2 separate regions of the Rattus norvegicus genome follow, and region 1 is linked to region 2. A link is a contact called in public Hi-C data. All regions are on one chromosome and are shown on one strand. Each heading gives the region's core, a stretch centred on a gene start, on an enhancer-like site or on the middle of the called end of the contact. The rest is flanking DNA. Distances are from core to core; before and after follow the strand shown.

Evidence for each region. A called contact is a pair of places that touch in the nucleus more often than the background predicts.
Region 1: a contact with region 2 is called in a Hi-C map of liver, with 2.9 times the contacts expected there. The contact joins two enhancer-like sites. A contact is called at or near these places in 2 of 12 Hi-C or Micro-C datasets (kidney and liver).

Annotation. Positions count from the first base shown.
Region 1 is chr2:61,812,157-61,816,310 of GRCr8, reverse strand. All of the region lies in intron 2 of Adamts12 (ADAM metallopeptidase with thrombospondin type 1 motif, 12), which reads right to left. Among named protein-coding and RNA genes, the nearest start is that of Adamts12, 54 kb to the right of the region's middle. Within about 2 kb of position 2,375, at least 13 of the 93 cell types and tissues checked have an H3K27ac peak or open chromatin away from gene starts, as enhancers often do. A contact at or near this core is called in liver, where this site is marked.
Region 2 is chr2:61,605,903-61,609,834 of GRCr8, reverse strand. No RefSeq gene overlaps it. Among named protein-coding and RNA genes, the nearest start is that of C1qtnf3, 36 kb to the left of the region's middle. Within about 2 kb of position 1,809, at least 7 of the 93 cell types and tissues checked have an H3K27ac peak or open chromatin away from gene starts, as enhancers often do. A contact at or near this core is called in liver, where this site is marked.

The DNA of each region.
Region 1 (4,154 bases), core at 1,126-3,625, 210 kb before region 2:
AGATGACAGTCAGAGGCTAGGCAGAGTCCTAGATTGTGTCACTGGGCCATCCTGGTGTCTTATAAATACAAAGTCAGAGACACTGGAAAATTACACACACACACACACACACACACACACACACACACACACAGAGAGAGAGAGAGAGAGAGAGAGAGAGAGAGAGAGAGAGAGAGAGAGAGAGAGCGAGAGCTAGAATGAATTCTGCTTTGGACAGACTATGCTTGTATAACATCCATGTAAAGGTCATTGAGAATCAATGGAAATAAAAGCAATGATTTGGGAGAGGGGAGGAAATATTATTTCATAGATGAAGAAAGATACAGTAAAGACTATGTCATGAAAAAGAAATAAAAGAGAAAGAATGAGAGACATAAATATAAAACAGCAATTAAATTCCTAAGCCAAAGTGGGAAGAGCTTGGAGGAGAAGGGCTCAGTCAATATCAATGAATGCAGAGCTATTAAGAGTTCAGGTAATTCATTGCTGAACTATGTCTCCCAATTCAACGATGCAGGGGGCTCAGATGTGAGTAGTGTGGGTAACACTCAAATATGGAGAGCAGTCTGTGGAGGGCTGTAGGCAACAGTAACGTCTTGTAGGTTGGGATCTGCACAATCACTGGGAAAGAGAAAAGCAAGGTAAGATAAACAAAAGATGTTCTTTTTCTCCGATGATTAGGACATGTTTAAATATCCCTGGATCTTACCTAGCTGTAGGTGGGCAAGGTTAACATGCAGGGCTGGAAGGTGGTAACTGGTTCTTCCTAGTTTCCAAGAAGTAAACTACAAGGTCTAAGGGTCAAGGGAAAAGTCAACATGAAACTTGGATGGGAGTTAAGAGTCTGCAGTGATGTAACCAGAAGGAGTTAGAAAATTGTCCTTCCACACTCCAGAGCAAATTTTTGCAATGGCTGTAGGGACACACACACACACACACACACACACACACATGCGCACACACACCTGAGAAGAGATATATTCGGCTGCCGAAGTGGTTCCAGCACACAGGAGTCTCTACAGCCCTTCTCAAATGTCACTAAGCCTTGGGCCCCTTGAAAGCTTTTCAAAATCCTGATCCATTTATTCTCCACACAGTTAAACTCGCATTTCTGTGGTAGGACCCAAGTTCCAGGGATTTAAAAGCAGAAACAAGAGATTCTAGTTTGCAATTAAACTTCAGCAGTAGCTATCCAAAGATATTGTATGAATCAATTGTGTGTCAGGCGTGGTGGCTTACACTTGTAACCTTAGCCTTTGGGAGCTTGAGGGAGGAAGATTTCATGTTCAAGACCAGCCTAGACTACATAACAAGGCCCTTCTTGATGATGATGATGATGATGATGATGATGATGATGATGATGATGATGATGATAGAAGAGGAAGAGGAAGAAGAAGAATTGAGATGGCTGGAATGTCGAAAGGCCTTAAAGAGTCTTCAGTTGTGTGTTTTTCAATCAAAAACCAATAAATTATAGAAGAAGCAGAATAGGAAATGTCAGAGCTCAGGAAGTCATAATGTTAAGATTTCTGACTTATACAGGTTCATATAAATGAACTGGCCTAATAAATGTAAATTGTTTTTCACATATGGGTTATAAGCAAAAAAAAAACCCATTTTTTTAAATGAGGATTACTCATGGAATAGAAGATTTGGGTGCTCAAGAATTTGAAGCCCAACAGGAAATAGGGCTTAGAGCACTGGAGAAAGAGACATACTGCAAAATGCTAACCTGCAGAGTGCTGAGTGCCTAGGGAGGGGACAACCCTGAGGCACAGGTGGTGTCCACTGATGCAAAGCAGCCATTCCTGACCCCCACACCACCATTCTAACAATCCTTAAAATGTATCATTGGATAAGTAGAACCCTCAACTGAAAGAAGAAAAGCCTAATTTTGAAAAGAGGCCTGAAAAAAAAATCCACTAATGAATTTTAGCATCTCAAAAGTGGAATTTGAGTGATATTTGATGGCCTCATCTTGTCCCTGTAACAAACTTTCATCAGATCATGGCAAGCTTTCATCAGACAATGGCAACTTTTCACTTCCTCTTCAGCTTCCAGGCTGATTAAAAACAAATGCTTCAACTCTAGGAAACTCACCAGCCAAACTCTGTTGGTCCATTGCACCCCCCCATTCCCACATACCATATTTATCTTTTGTGCTCATGCTACCGAGCCTATTAAAGGGCATCTCAGTGTATGCTCCCTCGCATCTGCTGAGAAGGGAAGCTGGTGGAAAGAGCACAAGGGCTGTAGAGTGATCTCTAGGATCAGGGTTTGTCCTGGGAAGCTGGAGTAGGTGAACCCCTCCCAGAGCTTGAGCGCCTGTTGTGCAAAGGGCACAGCTTCAGAATCCAGGAAATGAGTAACTGTGGTACTGCAGAATCTGCCTCTCTCCTGCTCCACGTTGAGCCTTAGGACGTGGTTAATGCTGGGGCTGTCCTTGCTTGACTTCCTTATCATAGCCTCTGGGGAGAGTGGGCTAGTTAGTTATTTCTAGCCAGTTCTGATATTCTGTCCGCTTGCTCCCAACTGACCCCCATTTTCCTTCATGACTAAATTAAGTTCTGGCCACCCCTTTTGCCCTTTGGCCTGTTTCTTTGCTGAACCCTGTCCAGATCTCATCTGCTGCCAAATGGGGTGATATGTTGCAGTTGAAACAGCACTGGCTGGCCTCAGAGTCAACTCTTAAAAGCCAAAACACAATTCTTTTTTTTTTTCATTAAGAAAAGGATTTTCATACAATATATTTGATCATGTTTTCCCTCCCTCAACTCCTTCCAGATCCTCTCTACCTCCTTACTCAATCAACTTTGTGTTCTCTCTCTCCCTCTCCCAAAAACAAACAAAACTACACACATACACATACATGCACACATACATACATACATACATACATACATACATACATACACATACACACATACTCAGATACATACACACATACACATAAGCACACACACACACACACACACACACACACTGAAAATCAAAACAAACAACAAAGCATCAAAAGAATTTTTTTAAAATACCAAAACAACAAAATTAAATAAAAGCCTATGCACAGGCATGGAGTTACTTTTAGGTTGGCCAACTGTTCCTGGGCATGACGTCTGCCCTGGAGCATTGCTGATATACTCAGTGAGAAGCTACTGGAGAGAAATGGTTCGCCATTTGCAGTAGTTACCAATTGCAAAGAGCTTCCTGGTCAGGGAAGGGACTGGGGTCCCCTATCTCTCCGTGCTGGGACCTGTCTGGCTTGAAATTGCAAAGCACAATTCTTGATGCTGTCCGTGTGTCTAATTCTATGCTGTAGTCACCTCGTACTGCAAACAACAGGATGGGGAGATAGTATCTACCCCAGCAACTCACAAGATGAAACTGAACTCAAGGGTGGGGACTTGGATCTGGAACCATCTTGAGAATCTCTAGCTTCAAACATTTTCATGAAGCTTGTGTTAAAAAGAAAAATTGATAAACATAAGAACAAGGAAAAGACACAGACTCTCACGTGACAGTAAGAGCAACTAATGTAATACACACATATATCAAATCATCCTCTTGTATATTTCAAATATACACAGTTTTCAGTTATACTTTAATAGAACTGAAGAAAATAATTTGAAATTATTAAATACATCCAAAGACATCATACTTTTAAGTCAATTCTGCCCCTGAGAACAGAATTTCTTCTCCATTGTGACAGACAAAAAAGGAGCACCAGAAAGGACTAAGAGATTGCATCCCATATGTTAGATAAGGTTGATGTGCTTAATGTCTCTTAACCTACACTCATGTAGCATAGGCCAACTTTAAAACGCTAAAGCTGTACCACCAATGAGGCCAGGTGACAAGAAAGAGGCAAAATAAAGTGATTTGTGGATGCATAGTTGCCCCACAATCAGCCTTAAAGGAAGACCCCTTCTCTAATAAAAAACTGTTTGACCATTCCCTTTAAAAGAAACTGTTGCCAGGTTTTGCATTTTTTGCAAGCTATAGAGGAGCAATTTCATCAGTACAGATACAAGGATGAACAGACATAATTATGCCCTAATAGACCTTTGCACTCCAAGTAACTCAGGCCAGAGGGCAAGCAGGAGTGACACAGGAGGAAGAGAGAAGGCTGGTCATTAACTCTGAATAGCCCCATGGGA
Region 2 (3,932 bases), core at 560-3,059:
CATGCCACTACTGGTCTCTCCTGGCAAATCTGAATTAACAGAGCCCTAAACACCGGCACCTGCTGTGACTCCCATGGCCAAGTCTAAATTGCCTCTAACCATTGTTTAGCTTCTGCCACAAAAAGTCCATTTGTGTGAGTCTCTTTGTAATGAGTTAAAATAGTTATTATGTAATGCTGCACAAACAGCCTGCTATACACTTACTCATTTCTTAATAAATCTTGATGTTCAATCCTACAGCCATGTGTCAACATTTCTAGACACCTAACCTAGTACACAGCAGCCATAATGATGCCAGGAGCTGATGGACCCTCTATGGTAAATCAAGGCTTGCCCAACCCACCCAGTCAAGACCTTGGCAGGGGATGATTTCTCAGTGGTTGCAAAGTCAATAAACATAACCATAGAAGGAGAACATGGAGAAGGGTTAATCTTTTTATATTTTTTATTGGATATTTTACATATTTACATTTCAAATGTTATCCCCTTCCCCCTTCTCCCATGCCCCTCCCTCTGCTTCTATGAGGATGCTCCCACTCCCACCCACCCTCTCCCACCTCAACACCCTGCCATTCCCCTACACTGGGGAATTGAGCCTTCACAGGACCAAGGACTTCTTTCCTATTTATGCCAGACAATGCCATCCTCTGCTACATATGCAGTTGGAGCCATGTGTCCCTCCATGTGTACTCTTTGATTGTATGGTTTAATCCCCGGGAGCTCTTGGGAGGTGGGGGGCGGTTTCTGGTTGGTTGATATTGTTGTTTCTATGGGGTTGTAAACCCCTTCAGCTCCCTCAGTCATTTCTCTAACTCCTCCATTGGGGCACCCGAATGCTCAGTCCAATGGTGAGCTGTAAGCATCATCTGTATCAGTAACGCTCGGGCAGAGCCAGAGACTTAATTACATGGAGCAAATTGAGACGACCACTGGGGCATACTCCCAGGTATACTCAGTTTAAGATGTACAGTGCTGAACCAGCTTGGCGTGGGTCCCTGGCTCAGAGAGGAAAGGTGCCAACCATATTGCTGGGCACATTTAACCCAAACTCATGGAGAATGTTGTGAAGACTGAAATAGAACAAGAGCAGTCATGAGAATACAGGACTGGGGTGTAAAGATAGTAGATAACTTAGTTCTGGGTATGTGCAGCTGTAGCATAAAGGGAGTAGGTAGTTTAGTTCTGGGCATGTTCAACCTCTTTTTCCTAAAGGGCTTTGGCTGGAATCAAAGAAAGAGACACTGTGAAGGTGACTCGCTGTAGGACTTTTCCCTCAAGGGCTCCTCCATTGCTTGTGTGCATTCTCTGTTTTCCTGAAACGTAGAGCCTTCGCTCTAACGTTCCTGGACCTTACTTCCAAATTTCCTTTCACATGTGTGAAAGTGTTTGCATACTGGGCCTCCTAATACAGGACTCACCTGCGTCCTGTGTACAAGACTCATGTGCATCTTATATACAGTAAAATGGTGTTCTCCTCCTAGGTGTCTCTTCAGTCTTGGCTACAGTGGTGACATCCATTCTGCCGCAACATGTACTCAGCAGAGATTCTGTCATAAACAGTCATCACGGCCCACAAGAGAGCTGGGGAAATCAATCTGCTCAATAGATGAATTTCCACACATTGGGCTAGGAAGGGGACATTGTTTTACCCAACTGAGAAATGGTTTTGAATTTGAGTGTAGCTTATGTTGGGCAACAGCGCCCTCTGCTGGACTCCCTAGGAACAATAGTTTTTCACATGTGAACTCCCTGTTAAGTGCAGGAATACCAGGGAAGCTTGAGGCATGTGTCAGACTGCCTTTGACCACTACCTGTGACAGCTCCCTTGTCAGTCTGAGCCTGTTTTCCCAAGGCTGACACTCTTAAGCTGCTCAGAACATAGTGGTTCCCCTCCTTCTCTCAGCCAGAGTGGCTTCCCTATTCTACCCCCTTCCCCTACACCTACATTACTTCCTTTTTCCTCCTTGTCTTTCAGTTCCTCAAATCTGTGGCTGAGACTTTGAGATCTAGGAGGACAATGAAGAAATCAATCTGTGCCAAGGAACTAATGGATACACACAAGACGTTACAGCCTCTCCCCAATCTCAGTATCACTCCAAGAACATTTATTAATGGCATCTTCTTAAAACAGTGACCACGCCCCGGTTGTTTGGCTAGAGGGTCTAGATGAGAAAGGGAGTTAGTGGGGCTCTGAGAGACAGACGGCCCAGTAGTTAAGAGCCCTTGTTGCTCTTGCAGAGGGTCTGGGCTCAGTTCCCAGCACCCACATTAGCTCATAACTACCTGTAACTCCCATTACAGGAGATTGATGTCCTCTTCTGGCTTCTGTGGGTTAACTGTAAGAAGTACACACACAGACTCCCACATACACATAACATTAATGAATAATGTTTTTTTTTTAAGATTTTATTTTATTGTATATGAGTACACTGTAGCTGCCTTCAGACACACCAGAAGAGGGCATCGGATCCCATTACAGATGGTTGTGAGCCACCATGTGGTTGCTGGGATTTGAACTCAGGACCTCTGGAAGAGTAGTCAGTGCTCTTAACCGCTGAGCCATCTTTCCAGCCCCAATGAATAATGTTTTAAAGGTGGAGAATTGGGTGCTATGGAGAGGATGGAGGAGAGACATCTCAGACCAAAGGAGGAAACACTTCTATAATTGTCTCCTTCTGTTAGAGTAGCAACCCTCACTTTACTGTGATAGACCATGAACGTTTTTTAGGGGAAAATGCATATTAAGGGTCAGAGAGTTGTCTTTGGCAAACCGGCCATGGTGCCATTCTTGAAGAGTTCAATGAGTACTTAGAGATGTTATCATGACACCAGGTTTGCCTTCAGGAGCTGAAAAAAAAAAGTCAAAACCTGGCCTCAAACCTTTTTGAGCAAATACATTCTGCAATTCAGGACTTGGCTAAATTTAGATTAAGTAACAATATATTTCCCTTAAATTACATAGCAAAGATTTAAAAGATTGAATACTTGTTTGTACATTTCCCTTTTGATTTGAATTTCCCCTGGGCCGGCATTACTAGATTAATCATTGACCTTCAACAGAGGACACCTTGCAGATGTCTCCTTACTGAAACATGTGGATATTTAAACAAATATATAAGCCATATCCTTGCACAGCACCGCCTGGGACCACAGGGCCACAGCTCATTCTCCTGGTTGAAATACTTCTCTGCTGACTCCAAGCATCTTCCCATATGTTTCTCCATGGAAGTGGTTTTCAACTGTTTTGTGGCTTTGGGGGTTCTAAACTCAAAAATAATCGAACATTTTTTTGAAAAGGAGGAGATAAGATAATATTAAGAACCTTTAAAACACTAAAATTTTATTTCAGAATCACTTGACACTTCCCTTCACTGTATCAAACTTTTTCCAGCAAATTTAAGCCCATGTAGCTTGGGGGACAGCACTAACCATAGAACAGAAAAATGAACAAAGTGAAATAAAACCCAGTTCAGCCAGTATAGGCTTTGATTTTTCAAAACCTACTTTAAAAGTGGTTCTTTAACGCTTTAACCTCCCCTCTAGCCCTGCACCCACAAGAGGTAGGGGAAAAGAAAGGCTAATCGGATGCAGAGTTGTGGACATGGTTAGAAATAGTTCTTTGGCGGGTGATTCCAAATCTCATCAGCAGCAGTCCAGTCCTCTAGGAAAACACCAAACATGAATCAACAGCAGCAGTTCAGTCTACTCTGCAAACATCAAATGTGAATCAGTGCAGCAGCTTGATCCAGAAGAAACCGTGAGCCTCCATCAGTTGCCACAAGTCCCACAGAAGTGGCAAGGAGCAGCTGGAATACCGCCAGAAGTTCTTTTATGGTTTTTTTTTTTCTCTACAAAGTCACGACAAGCAAAGATCAGCAAAGAAAGCAATGCAAGAGCATCATCCGCTGTCTGTTGGGCTCTACTTACACTTT